2 separate regions of the Sus scrofa genome follow, and region 2 is linked to region 1. Evidence: chromatin contacts called from public HiChIP or PLAC-seq data. All regions are on one chromosome and are shown on one strand. The core of a region is the stretch at or near the end of the contact, and the rest is flanking DNA. Distances in the headings are between cores, read along the strand shown.

The links. HiChIP or PLAC-seq counts read pairs in DNA pulled down with a chosen protein or histone mark.
Region 2: an H3K27ac HiChIP or PLAC-seq map of alveolar macrophages shows a contact between it and region 1. The contact joins the promoter of TOMM70 here to the promoter of RPL24 in region 1. A contact is called at or near these places in 1 of 5 promoter capture datasets (liver) and 1 of 2 datasets of contacts at active chromatin or transcription factors (alveolar macrophages).

What each region holds. Positions count from the first base shown.
Region 1 is chr13:157,408,779-157,414,818 of Sscrofa11.1, forward strand. It overlaps RPL24 (60S ribosomal protein L24), which reads left to right and starts at 3,155. Exons shown (of 6, transcript XM_003132697.3): 1 at 3,155-3,267; 2 at 3,396-3,471; 3 at 3,961-4,071. The coding sequence starts at 3,263.
Region 2 is chr13:158,572,534-158,578,883 of Sscrofa11.1, forward strand. TOMM70 (mitochondrial import receptor subunit TOM70) reads left to right here and starts at 4,493. Exons shown (of 12, transcript XM_021071309.1): 1 at 4,493-5,319. The coding sequence starts at 4,993. It also overlaps the pseudogene LOC100522520.

The sequences.
Region 1 (6,040 bases), core at 1,905-4,404:
AATTATTCCCCATAGTTTAAAACAACAAACTTTTTTTTGTTTGTTTTTGTTTCTGTTTTTTTGTTTTGCTTTTTAGGGCTGCATAGGAGGTTCCCAAGCTAGGGGTTGAATTGGAGCTGCAGCTGTCAGCCTACGCCACAGTCACAACAATGCCAGATCCTTAACCCACTGAGCAAGGCCAGGGATGGAACCCACATCTTCATGGATCCTAGTGAGGATCATTAATTGCTGGGCCACGAAGGGAACTTCCAACCACAGACATTTCTGATCTCACCATGTTTATAGGTTAGGCATACAAGAGGGTTCATCTGAGTGGAAACTGCCCCAGAGCCTCACAAGAGTACAGATTCCAGCTCAATGATACTGATTTCAGACTTTAAGCTTCTGCAACTATAAAAGAATACACTTCCGATGTTTTAAGCCACCCAGTTTGTGGTCAATCGTTACAGCAACCACAGGAAACTAATACAGCAGATAAGTAGGTATAAAAGATGAGGAAAAGAATGCTCTGTTTTCATGATGTATACAAAGGCCCAGGAGAGCACCAACTTTGGTTCAGTACTGGTCCATAAATACATACAAGAAAATGGAGTGAAGCTGAGCCTTTTGCCTATAAAGAGAGAGAATAAAGTCCACGAAAAGTTGTGGGTGGTATTAGAAACTGATTTATGACACTTTATAATATGCTTTGGGGGGGTTTCTATATAGTTTCTTCTCATTTTAAGAGTGTTTGAGGGAGTTCCCCTCATGGTACAGTGGTTAACGAATCTGACTAGGAACCTTGAAGTTGTGGGTTTGATCCCTGGCCTCGATCAGTGGGTTTAGGATCCGGCGTTGCCGTGAGTTGTGGTGTAGGTCGAAGATATGGCTCGGATCCCACGTTGCTGTGGCCCTGTTGTAGGCCGGCAGCTACAGCTCCAATTAGACCCCTAACCTGGGAACCTCCATATGCTGAGGGTTCGGCCCTAGAAAAGACAAAAAAAAAAAAAAAAAAAAAAAAAAAAAAAAAGAGTGCTTGAACACAGTTTAAGGTATGATACATATGATACATGCAGTGTGTTACCCTGAAATGCCAGCTCAAGATTGCCCTCCAGAAAAGAGTAAAACAGCTAAAATTCCTAAAACCCAGTTTCTTGCTTTTCTTCCACAGAGCTAGTCAGATCAAACATAATTTCAAAGAGCAATAGAACAAAATCTTCTAACAACAAAGGTTTGGGAAGGAATAGGTCAGAGTTCCTGGAGGTAGATATCAACTCCACCTTCTGCTCACATCCAGCTGTGCTCTGGACCTTGTAGAAGCCAGATTATTCCAGAAAGATTTTTTTTTTTCTTGTCTTTTTAGGGCCGAACCTGAAGCATACGGAGGTTCCCAAGCTAGGGGTCCAAAACTAAGGCCTACACTGCAGCCATAGCCACCTGGGATCTGAGCCACGTCTGCGACCTACACCACAGCTCATAGCAATGACGGATCCTTAACCCACTGAGCAAAGCCAGATTCGTTAATCACTGAGCCACCAAAGGGAACTCCCGGAAAGATTTTTTAAAGTGATCAAACATTTGTTTAATTAGCAGTAATTTAAAACAAAGAGAGTTGGCTGGTTAAGTTCAAAAGCCATGGAAGCCTGAGGTATCCATCTGCCTATAGTCTATTTAGACAGTTTCCTAAATATAGCAGGTATTCTCAACAGCTGATCGGAATTAGTCATGCTATCAAATTCCTTTCTTTTGCTTTGATTTTTCAATTCCATTCAGTCTCTCTTGAGACTGTTTCCAACATAAGTATGCAGCTTTCTTCAGTCAGCCACATTGGCGGACTCTCCCAATCTCTTCAATCACCCACTTGCAGGAACTTTTGAAGGTGAGTTGTTTACATAGTGTCTAGGAGAGGGAAATTTTCCTACTCTACCCATCTTCAGTTTTTGTGGCTGGCCAAAACAGGTTAACAGGAGAAAAAGAAACAAATTTAATTCGTGTGCACAGAGGTCTCATAGAAATAAATCCTAGGAAGTGATCAAAGTGGGCAGCTTTTATATTCTTCAGAGAGAAACAATAATTAGCAAGTAATTTAAACAAAGTTTTGGGCTTTGGGTGGTAAATTTGTAAAGAAGTATCAACGTTTGTTTATATAAGCTTCTTGGCCCTGAATTCCCTATCTCTGTTATGCTATCTTACTATCTTCTGGTACAGTAACAGTAAGGGAGTATGGAATATTTATTTCCTGCTTTCAGGGGGACAGAGAAGGGGGTCAAAATATTCCTCTCGCACCTTCTATTTCCTAAGTGACCTGAATTCAAAATAACCAATATGCCTTTGACACACTGTGTGGAGGTGGGGGGAGGAAAGGGGCAACAGCAGCTTAAATCATTACCTTTATTTCCTAGTCAGTACTCCAGCCTCCTACACAATTGAGTTTTGACACTCTATCATACGCTGAAAAATAGCATCACAGAAGGGTCCTAAGCGATCCAGGCATTAGTCCCCTGGTGAGCCTGAGGCAGAGCTGCCTCCTCCAAGCAAGGGCTGGTTCTCTGAGAAACCTGCCGCCCTCAAGCTCCACTAGGCAGCAGCCAGGCAAACGAGCCCCCACCGGCAGTCGTCGCTTTACAATGCCTCCACGCTTACTTAATAGAGATTTTGTAAACTGAATGAATAAATATATGTAAACACTTTAGCACGAGCCCGGGCACAGAGAGCACTCCACTAATGTTAATTATAATTAATGCAAAAACGCCATCACTCACAATTCCACTTGCACGGCTAGGGAAACAGTTGATACCATTGCTTTTTTTGCAAATGGGGGAACTATTACAATTTAATTTTGTTAGTTTAAAAAATGGGCCCAAACCGAAGGCAAATATGATTTCGGGTTTTACCTGCGTGGTATTCACCTGTGCACCAACTAAACTTTAAGAGAGGACACAGTAACCCTTTCAGTTCACATTCCCGGCTGCAGGACGGAGGCTGGAGGATACCTGAACTCAAGTGACAGAATGACTCAGAAACCGACTGCCTTCCCGCCCTGCAAGACTGTCACCCGCTCCTACCCGCAGAGCCTGGACTGCCTCTAGCGTAATTATTCCGGGGGGAGGTGGCCGCTGAGGAACTCTAACTCCGCCGCCCAGGTCGGGTGACATCATCACCGAGTGCCGGAGTTAGGGAAAGGAATTGTGGGAGAAGGTTGCCTCCCATGACCTTATAAGGCCTCTTCCCATGATTCCTTCTTTCTCTTCGCCATCTTTCCTTCTTCCCCGCGCTACCAGCCATGAAGTAAGTAGAAACCCTGGGTTCCCAATCCGTTCCCATCGTCGGGTAGAGCGGCATGTCTGGCATTCAAGGCATGGCTTCTCCTTGCCAAAGTCACTTTCCACCCCATGCGTTTTTGCTTTTCTTTACAGGGTCGAGCTGTGCAGTTTCAGCGGGTACAAGATCTACCCAGGACACGGGAGGCGCTACGCCAGGACCGACGGGAAGGTGAAAGGCCGCATGGGCAAAACGCACGTTCTCTTTCTAAGAAAAGACGAGTCTCAATCGGTCTAGGCGGGATCCTTTACCACATCACTGTTGGTCCCTGAAAGGCTTGCTTCGGGGATCCTGCGTGCGACGGTTTTTAGGATCAGAAGTCTCTGAGTGAATCATTCTTGAGCTTTGATCGAGTCGGAAGCTAGGAGCTTGTATAACTGAAATGCTCCAGCGTAAGGGAAATGGGCCACCGGGGTATCTGGTTCTTTCACGGGCACCAGGTCATCTTGGAATCTCAGGAGGGACAGGAGCTAGATACCTCCCAGAATGACACCCCCACCCTCCCCTGCGATATGAACTTAGGTTTGTCTGCTCTCAGTACTGTGACACAAGCCTTTTGTTCTCTATGGGCCTCAATTTGGTAAAATGAAAGGATAGAACTAGAGTATAGTTTACTAAGAATTTCGGCTGCAGACTTTTACTTTGAACTTGTCATGACAGGTTTTCCAATTTCTTAATGCAAAATGTGAGTCCGCGTTCCTTTCCAAGAGGAATCCTCGGCAGATCAACTGGACTGTTCTCTACAGAAGGAAGCACAAAAAGGGACAGTCGGTAAGTGAAATGCACCTTGATGTTGTTGGTTTGAATTTGAAACTTTGAGCCTCAGTTGCTGCTCTGAAACCTTGTGATCAAATCAGACACTGTGTGAAAGTGCTCTTGAACTGTAAACTATCACTGAAGGGACATTGGGCTATTTCCAGTTCTTGGTTATTGTGAATAATAGTGTACAAGTTATCTGTTCATTTCTGGCTTCCTCAGATTATATTCTCTTGATGTGATTGATGATTGATAAAAACATTTCCCCTGTTATATATTTGAGGCTAACAGCAAAAATATCGAGTGGAACTTTGAAAGCATCCCCTTTCCAGAGATAAATTACATTAAGCTTACAGGGCACTGTGGAAGTGTTTAAGGTGTTGAAACAGTTATGGAGACTTGATTTTGGTTATAATGCTTATAGAATTAGTGTAGATGATACATTGGTGGGTCTTCTAGAACATTAGCTTATTCTTAGGACTGGATGTGTTTTTTTGAAGCAGTTTTTTATCTTGATGAAGGGGATTTTTTAAGAAAAAGTTTGAGTGCCATGGCAAAAGAATTAGTTTTCAGCAGGCTTGTAAATATTTGGTGAGCACCTCCTCGTGAAAGAGTGGCTAGGTTTATAGGAATTTGGAGGAAGGAAGAATTCTAAATTAAAAGTGGATATGACATATCTAGTAGAATGGTGATTAACAAGAAAGGAGGGATGGGTGGGTGGAAGAAATTAGCAATGTTGGTGGGGCCGTGGAGAAATTAGTACCCTTATGCATTGCTGCATGTGGAAAGTGGTTTGGCAGTTTCTCAAAAAGTTAAATAGAATTTTCATCTCATGATTCACTTTATCAGCAATTCCACTTCTTTTTTTTTTACTTTTTAGGGTCGAAGTTGTGGCATATGGAAGTTCCCAGGCTAGGGGTTGAATCAGAGCTACAGCTGCTGTCCTATACCACAGCCACAACAATACCAGATATGAGCCATGTCTGTTACCTACACCAGAGCTCACAGCAACGCCAAATCCCCGACCCACTGAGCAAGGCCAGGGATTGAACCCGCATCCTCATGGATACCAGTGGTATTTGTTTTCTCTGTGCCACAATGGGAACTCCCCAATTCCACTTATAAGTCTATATATACTCAAGAGAATATATCTGAGGAAGCTGGGATGGAACAGAAGCTTGTACACTGGTGTTCACAGCACTTGATTCCCAATAGCCAAAAGGTGGAAATAGCAGAATGTCCCATCAGTGGATGAATGGGTAACAAAATGTGTTACATACACACAATGGGATATTAATTCAACCTTTAAAAGCTGACAATCAGGATTTTCCTGGTGGCTCAGTGGCTTAAGGATCCAGCATTGTCACTGCTGTGGCTCAGCTTAGGTCCTAGTCCTGGGAACTTCTACATGCTGTGGGTGCGGCTAAAAATAAAAAAAGCTGGAGTTCCTATCGTGGCTCAGTGGTTAACAAACCCAGCAGGTATCCATGTGGACACAGGTTCGATCCCTGGTCTCATTCAGTGGGTTAAGGATCCCGAGTTGCTGTGAGCTGTGGTGTAGGTCGCAGACTTGGCTCAGATCTGGTGTGGCTGTGGCTCCAATTTGAATCTCCATGTCATGGGAATCTCCATATGTCATGGGTGCGGCCTTAAATAGACAAAAGACCAAAAAAACAAAAATAAAGCTGGCAACCAGTCTGTGAGGGTGGACCTTAAAAGCATTATGCTAAGTGACACAACCACAAAAAGACAAATACTGTATGAGTCTCCTTTTAAAGTTACTTAGTGTGGGCAAGTTCATGAAGACAAAATAGAGGTTCTCAAGCAGGGGCTAGTGGGGCAGGTGGAAATAGGGAGCTGTTATTTAATGGGTACAGAGTTTGGGACATTGAAAAGGTTCTGGAGATGAAAATTTGTGGTTGCACAACATTGCAGATGTACTGGATTGTACACTAAGAATGCTTTAAAGGAAGTCCCAGTGTGC
Region 2 (6,350 bases), core at 3,243-5,742, 1.2 Mb after region 1:
GAGCTACAGCTGCTGGCCTATACCACAGCCATAGCAACACAAGATCCAAGTCGCATCTGTGACCTACACCACAGCTCATGGCAACACCAGATCCTTAACCCAATGAGCGAGGCCAGGGATCGAGCCCGCAACCTCATGGTTCCTAGTCAGATTAATTTCTGCTGCACCACAATGGGAACTCCCAGCATAAATAATTATTTCGAGTAATTTTTCATTGAAAAAAAAAAACAGAAAAGAATGGAAACATAAGGAAGAGTTGAAAAAGAATCAACTTGTGCATGTGTGTGCCTAAGAGAAGCATGTTTGTGGACCCACTGGAAGGCTTGGCCACCAATCAACAAAGCAGCTATCCCCTAACTACCAATCAAAAAGACTTCCATGTAGGAGTTCCTGTCATGGCTCAGTGATAACGAACCTGACTAGTATCCATGAAGGCAAGGGTTCGATCCCTGGCCTTTCTCAGTGGGTTAACCAATTAGGCGTTGTTGTGAGCTGTGGTGTAGGTCACAGACTTGGCTTGGATCTGGCGTGGCTATGGCTGTGGTGTAGGCCTGCAGGTGTAGCTCTGATTCAACCACCTGGGAACTTCCATATGCTGAGGGTACTGCCCTAAAAAGACAAAAAAAAATAAATAAATAAATAAAAGAAAAGAAAGAATTTCATGTAGCAATGACAATTGAGGGAACAGACTCATACAATTTTAAAGCTATGAGATCTTTAGGAATCATCTAATCTACTGGTCACATCATATAGAAAGTAGAAGTGCCCAGTCACACACACACATCTTAGTAGTATTAAAATTTAGAGTAAGAACTCAGGTGTTCTGCAGCCTAGGCCATTAGATATTCAGCTTCATTCAACTGCCACCTAAGATACAGACCAAGAAAGTGAAGAAAGCTTCTACTGAGTTCCATTAACCTAGCAAGAAAATATCTATGTTCACAAACAAAAGTTCAATTTTTATTTTTATTTTTTTAGGATTGTGTAATTGTTCTGTTTAGCTCTTTTGAACTCTAAGCATGTAGTCTTAGTTTTATTTAGAGGATGAGTTAGCTTCTCAAATTAATGCTTAAGACATTTATCCATACTTAACAAGAGTGGTATCAGAGGCTATAACACAATCAGGTATTCTGAATTCTTTTATGTTAAATAGGAACATTTTCTCAATACTACTTTTAAGTCACACCTCATTTATTTTCCTCCTAAGGACCTTCATAGGCTTTTTAAAAATAGTTTAAAGACTTGTAATAAACCACAGTTTGCTAAGAGTAGAGGTACTCTGGTTAATGCTCAAAATGGTGTGGCCAGAGGAAAAGCAAGCATTATTAAATATGAATGCAATCCTTAGCAACACAAATTGAAACTTTTTTTCCAAAAAAAAAAAAAAAGCTAGCCCAAAAAAGTTCTCATTCTATAAAGATTTATCATTTCCAAATCACAGTGAAAGGAACTTGAATAATTTACTTATTTTGTTTTCTACTATGTGCCTTAAAGATACCTCACTAAAAACTGGTATCTAACACAAGAGAATGACATATGCAGAATGTAATAGTAGTGACAGTACTGAGATTGATTGTTACAGACATGTTCAAACACTGCATATTAAATGCTTACACCCTAATTGATATAGAGCATTGGCCCAATAACAAAAATAGAGAACAGTAGCTGGAAATTTATCTCATTCATGTTCAAGATAAAAGGGTTAACCATTCTTTCCATTATTTTCCGCAGATAAGTCCTTTCTTTCATATTTAAATCTGCTGGCAACTGAATTCTGACTTTTTTCCAAACTACTGTATGAAGAGGATGCTGAAGGCCATCACAACACAGCATACTGCAACATAAGGACTCTTCTGTTCATCAATTCTAGCACACTTCCAAAGTATACCCAACAATCCAGTTTTATTTCTGTCCAGTAGGCTGGGTGCCAAGGATCAGATTTAAGTACAGGTACATATAAGCAGCAAGATTACAGTCAACAGACTCTGAAAGTTGAAAATGGCAGACATAGTGAGGCCGGCAAAGCCCCAGCTACATCACCCTTCCTGGCTCAAAATTTCAATTTTTAAAAAAATGAGACATCGCCTTTAACATTTAGAAAAACAGAAAATTAGGCATTTGAGTGTCTAATAATTTGTAACATACATTACACTAAAAAGACCTTAAGAATTATCTAATTAAATCTTTAATATAACTTGAAAGGTGTGTGATTTCAGTACTTCACAGCTTAGAAATTTAGGCATCAGGTCTGTAAGGTTACAGAAGTAGTGACACTTTTACTCAGTTCTATGTTAGAATCACTTAAGAAATGGTAGAGAAAATGGGAGAAAGAGATGAATAGGCTAGGGAATGGAAATTAGATGTTTAACAAAGTATTAAAGTAACAATGGCAAATTCAAGTACTGATGCGGATTTTAAAAATAAAACCAAAGAAAACCAAACCTTTACATAAATATCAGCTAATTAAACAAAATGTTTCAAGTAGCTCTAACTTGTCTTTAGGGAATTGGGTGGCTGGAAACTGGGGTTGGAAGACTTTTCAAAGTAACTTTTGGCTTGTAGCTATAACAATCTATTACCTATTCCAATAAATAAATATTTGCTTTAAAAACTTTTTTTTTTTTTTTTTCTTTTCTAGGGCTGCACCCAAGGCATATGGAGGTTCCCAGGCTAGGGGTCTATTCGGAGCTGTAGCCGCCGGCCTACGCCAGAACCAGAGCAATACGGTATCCCAGCCTGCAACCCACACCACAGCTCATGGCAATGCCAGATCCTTAACCCACTGAGCAAGGCCAGGGATCAAACCCGCAACCTCATGGTTCCTAATTGGATTCGTTAACCACTGAGCCATGACAGGAACTCCTGCTTTAAAAACTTTAAATGTTTTAATTCCTACCAATAGTTTGTAATTACTAGCATTCTGAATCTTATGAGGCTGTAGAAAAACTTAAATTTCAGGAAAGAAAAATCCTACTGTTCTGAAAAAGCAAAGGAAAAATTTCTTTAAGGAGATAGGAGACTTGCCTTTGGGGGATGGGAATCAGGAAGGAAGAGAAGTTGTTGCCTGGAACAATCACTATTTGATCAAATAATTCTATTGCTATTATTTTTAGCTCCTCTAAAAACGCCTGTTGCTAAGGAACCCGATTGCCTGAAAGCAATTTACTAATAGGAACTCAGGGGAAGCAAAAGAGCAAAGCAATAATCCTGAAACTTTCCAATTAGGCCATTCTAATTTAGTCAGTCTATTTTGGTACCACTTAATAAATTATCTCCTTTCAATCTTTATGCAGTGCTGTTGTGGTGTTGAAAATCCTCAGTTGTATCCCAAAACAAAATGATCATTTGTAAATTTTTTTTTTTTTTTTTTTTTTTTTTTTTTGTCTTTTTGGGGCTGCACCGGAGCATGTGGAAGTTCCCAGGCTAGGGGTCTAATTGGAGCTGCAGCTGCCCACCTATGCCACAGGCACAGCGAGCAACTCTGGATCTGAGCACATCTGTGACCTGCACTGTAACTTTCCACAATGCTGGATTCTTAACCCACTGAGCCAGGCCAGGGATAGAACGTGCATCCTTATGGATATTTGTCCGGGTTCTTAACCTGCTGAGCTACAACAGGAAATCCCATTTGTAAATTTTTAATGTAAGGTGTGCACAGTATATGTGAAATGAGAAGCCGTAGTTGGGAATTCTGATTTTCTATTAATTCTTTTCTTTTTGAAAATACTGTGAATTCTAAACAATTCCTTGCAGGGGAAATTTCTGTATTTTAAGAGGTCTAGTGCAGATCATGTGGAAACGATTTGACAGTTCTTAGATACATGAAAGCCTTGAGTTGAAATTTCAACTTGGGAATGTGGCAAGAGGACTGAAACATCTAGTGCAAAACAGGAATGACAACGGGCGTTTCACAGCGCTGGGGAGAGCCTGTATGCTCCAGGGAGCGAGGTGTGGGCTGGGGTGTTAGGCGGAATCCGGTACGACACAAATACATATAGGAAAGGTGGGAACTCTGGGTTTTCCGCATTTCTACCTACTCAGTTCGGGAACCTCATAACAACGCAGAGACGGCATGGCTTTCGCAATTGGTGTGGAATGTAAGTCGCAGGGACCCCGTTCAAGCCATTTTGACTGGGGCCAACTAGATTTGCCCGTTTCTACCGTCTGAGTTCTGCTACCTGTTGTTGCCCCCAATGACCTCAAATTAGTCCAAACTAAAACCTGGCCATGGTAGAGCTAAGATCAGTGATACAGCAGGCTAACGTCAGCTTTGGGCTCTTTCCTCATACATCTTTAAAAGTCCTTCCAATCCGTTGGTTTCCTCTGACACGTGAACAACCGAGCCAACGGCCTCCCGGCTCTGAGAAGCGCCAACGTGGCAGTAACAAGAAAAATGTGTGGTCCAAATTCTACCAATGAACTGAGTGGCTCGGCCTATGCCCCGCCCACCATTCCTTACAGCCAATAACCTTCATAACTCTTCGCCACTCCCGCCCATTCTTAGAGCGGCTTCGAGCTTTTTCCTATACTCGCGTGAGCGCTGTAAAACCGCTAGATATGCGGCTCGCCCCAGCCTCCCTAGAGCATAGGGCCCTCTGCCCTTCGTTACTGAAGGCGTAGGGGACGGCGTCGGATACCACCGAAGTCACAAGGCCGCAGAAGTTAGTCTCACAAACAGCAGCGAGAGGAAAGAAAAGAGAAAGAACTGCCTGGGTTGTTCACTTCACGCCCAGCACCTTGACCCGGAACTATTCTACACTTCTCCTCCCCCATTCTCGGTTGAGAAGGGAAGAGAAGAACCGCCAGTTCTGGCCCGGCATGCCTTGGGCTTCCGGTGACCTCTGGCCCTTTTCTGTCGTCCGCTCTTGCTGCCTAGCGTGCTCGCTCGCTCACTGCTTTCCTTCCGTGACTCGCTCCGGTTTACGTTCGCACGCTGCCTGGTGACTGTGGCGCCAGCGACAAGCAGGGAGGCGGTGGCGGAGGACACCCGTCATGGCCGCCTCTAAACCTGTGGAGGCGGCGGTGGTCGCAGCGGCTGTGCCCAGCTCCGGGAGTGGAGTGGGCGGTGGCAGTGCGACTACAGGCCCGGGCACCGGGGGCCTGCCGCGATGGCAGCTCGCCCTGGCAGTCGGAGCGCCCCTGCTGCTGGGCGCGGGTGCCATGTACCTGTGGAGCCGGCAGCGGCGGCGCCGGGAGACCGGGGGCCGAGGCGACGCCGGCGGCCTGAAGCGCAACAGTGAACGGAAGACCCCGGAGGGCAGGGCAAGTCCGGCTCCGGGCAGCGGACACCCCGAAGGCCCCGGTGCTCACCTGGAAATGGTGAGAAGCATCCCCGGGCTGTGGAGGTGGAGCCCGGCGGGTGCAGCCTTTCCTTGGCGGGTTGTGCCGGTCAGGGGGCTTCCCATCAGACCGGGGCAGCCAAGTGGCAGCACTTGGGTTTAGGGAAACTCAATTTGGCTGCCTTTATTGAGATTGAAGTAGCCCGAGGGCACAGGTTAGCGTCCTTCGTTGACAGTTTCCTTTTGGTTTTGGAAAAATACCTGTTTTTCTTCTCAGTGACACAGCATTTATCCCTAGCGTTGTGGGTATGGAGACGTTTGTAAACGTGATGATTGTATTTAATTAACTAGTAGAGGAAGTCAAATGCCCTTAACTATTGCTACAGTACGGTATGAACTGTTTTGGTGATTTCCAAGGCCTGGAACTTAGTAATAACCTTTTAATAAAGAGCCACTCCCCTTTTTTTGAAGGGTGGAAGATGGGTAAATACAGTGACTGTTGGGTAATGAGAGTACAGTGGTGTTCAGGAGCATTTATTTCATCTGTGGGAATGAGTTTTTAAATCTTTGGGGTAGAAGCATCTTAAATTCATTTCAAAATTTTAACCTGGAAATTTACATGCCTGAAAAAGATTCTGTGATGTTAAACCATGCATCGGGATGTCTGATGAACTGCTTTGTATGGTTTTGTTGAACTGACTGTTAAATCCTTTTGGTATCTGACAGCTGTGGGGGAATTGGCCTAGCTGCATTTTACAATACTAAATGAGATGAGGTGGTGTGGAGCATTTTACCTGAGTCTGGGATTGTACAATGCAGTTACAGAGTAAATCAGAGTTCAGAGAAACCTTTGGTCAAGTAACTCCCAGTTGTATATATTTGCAAGTTATTGCCACGTTATTAAGATTGAAGACATATTTCTACTAAGTAGTCAGATTAAAGAAAGTTTTGATGTTGGAGCAAACTACCTTAGTTTAGTGTATACTATATATCAGGCATTGTGCTAGACCTTGAGAGCACCATATAATCTTCTAATGGGAGAGTAAGATACAGCGTTAACATACAAAAAGA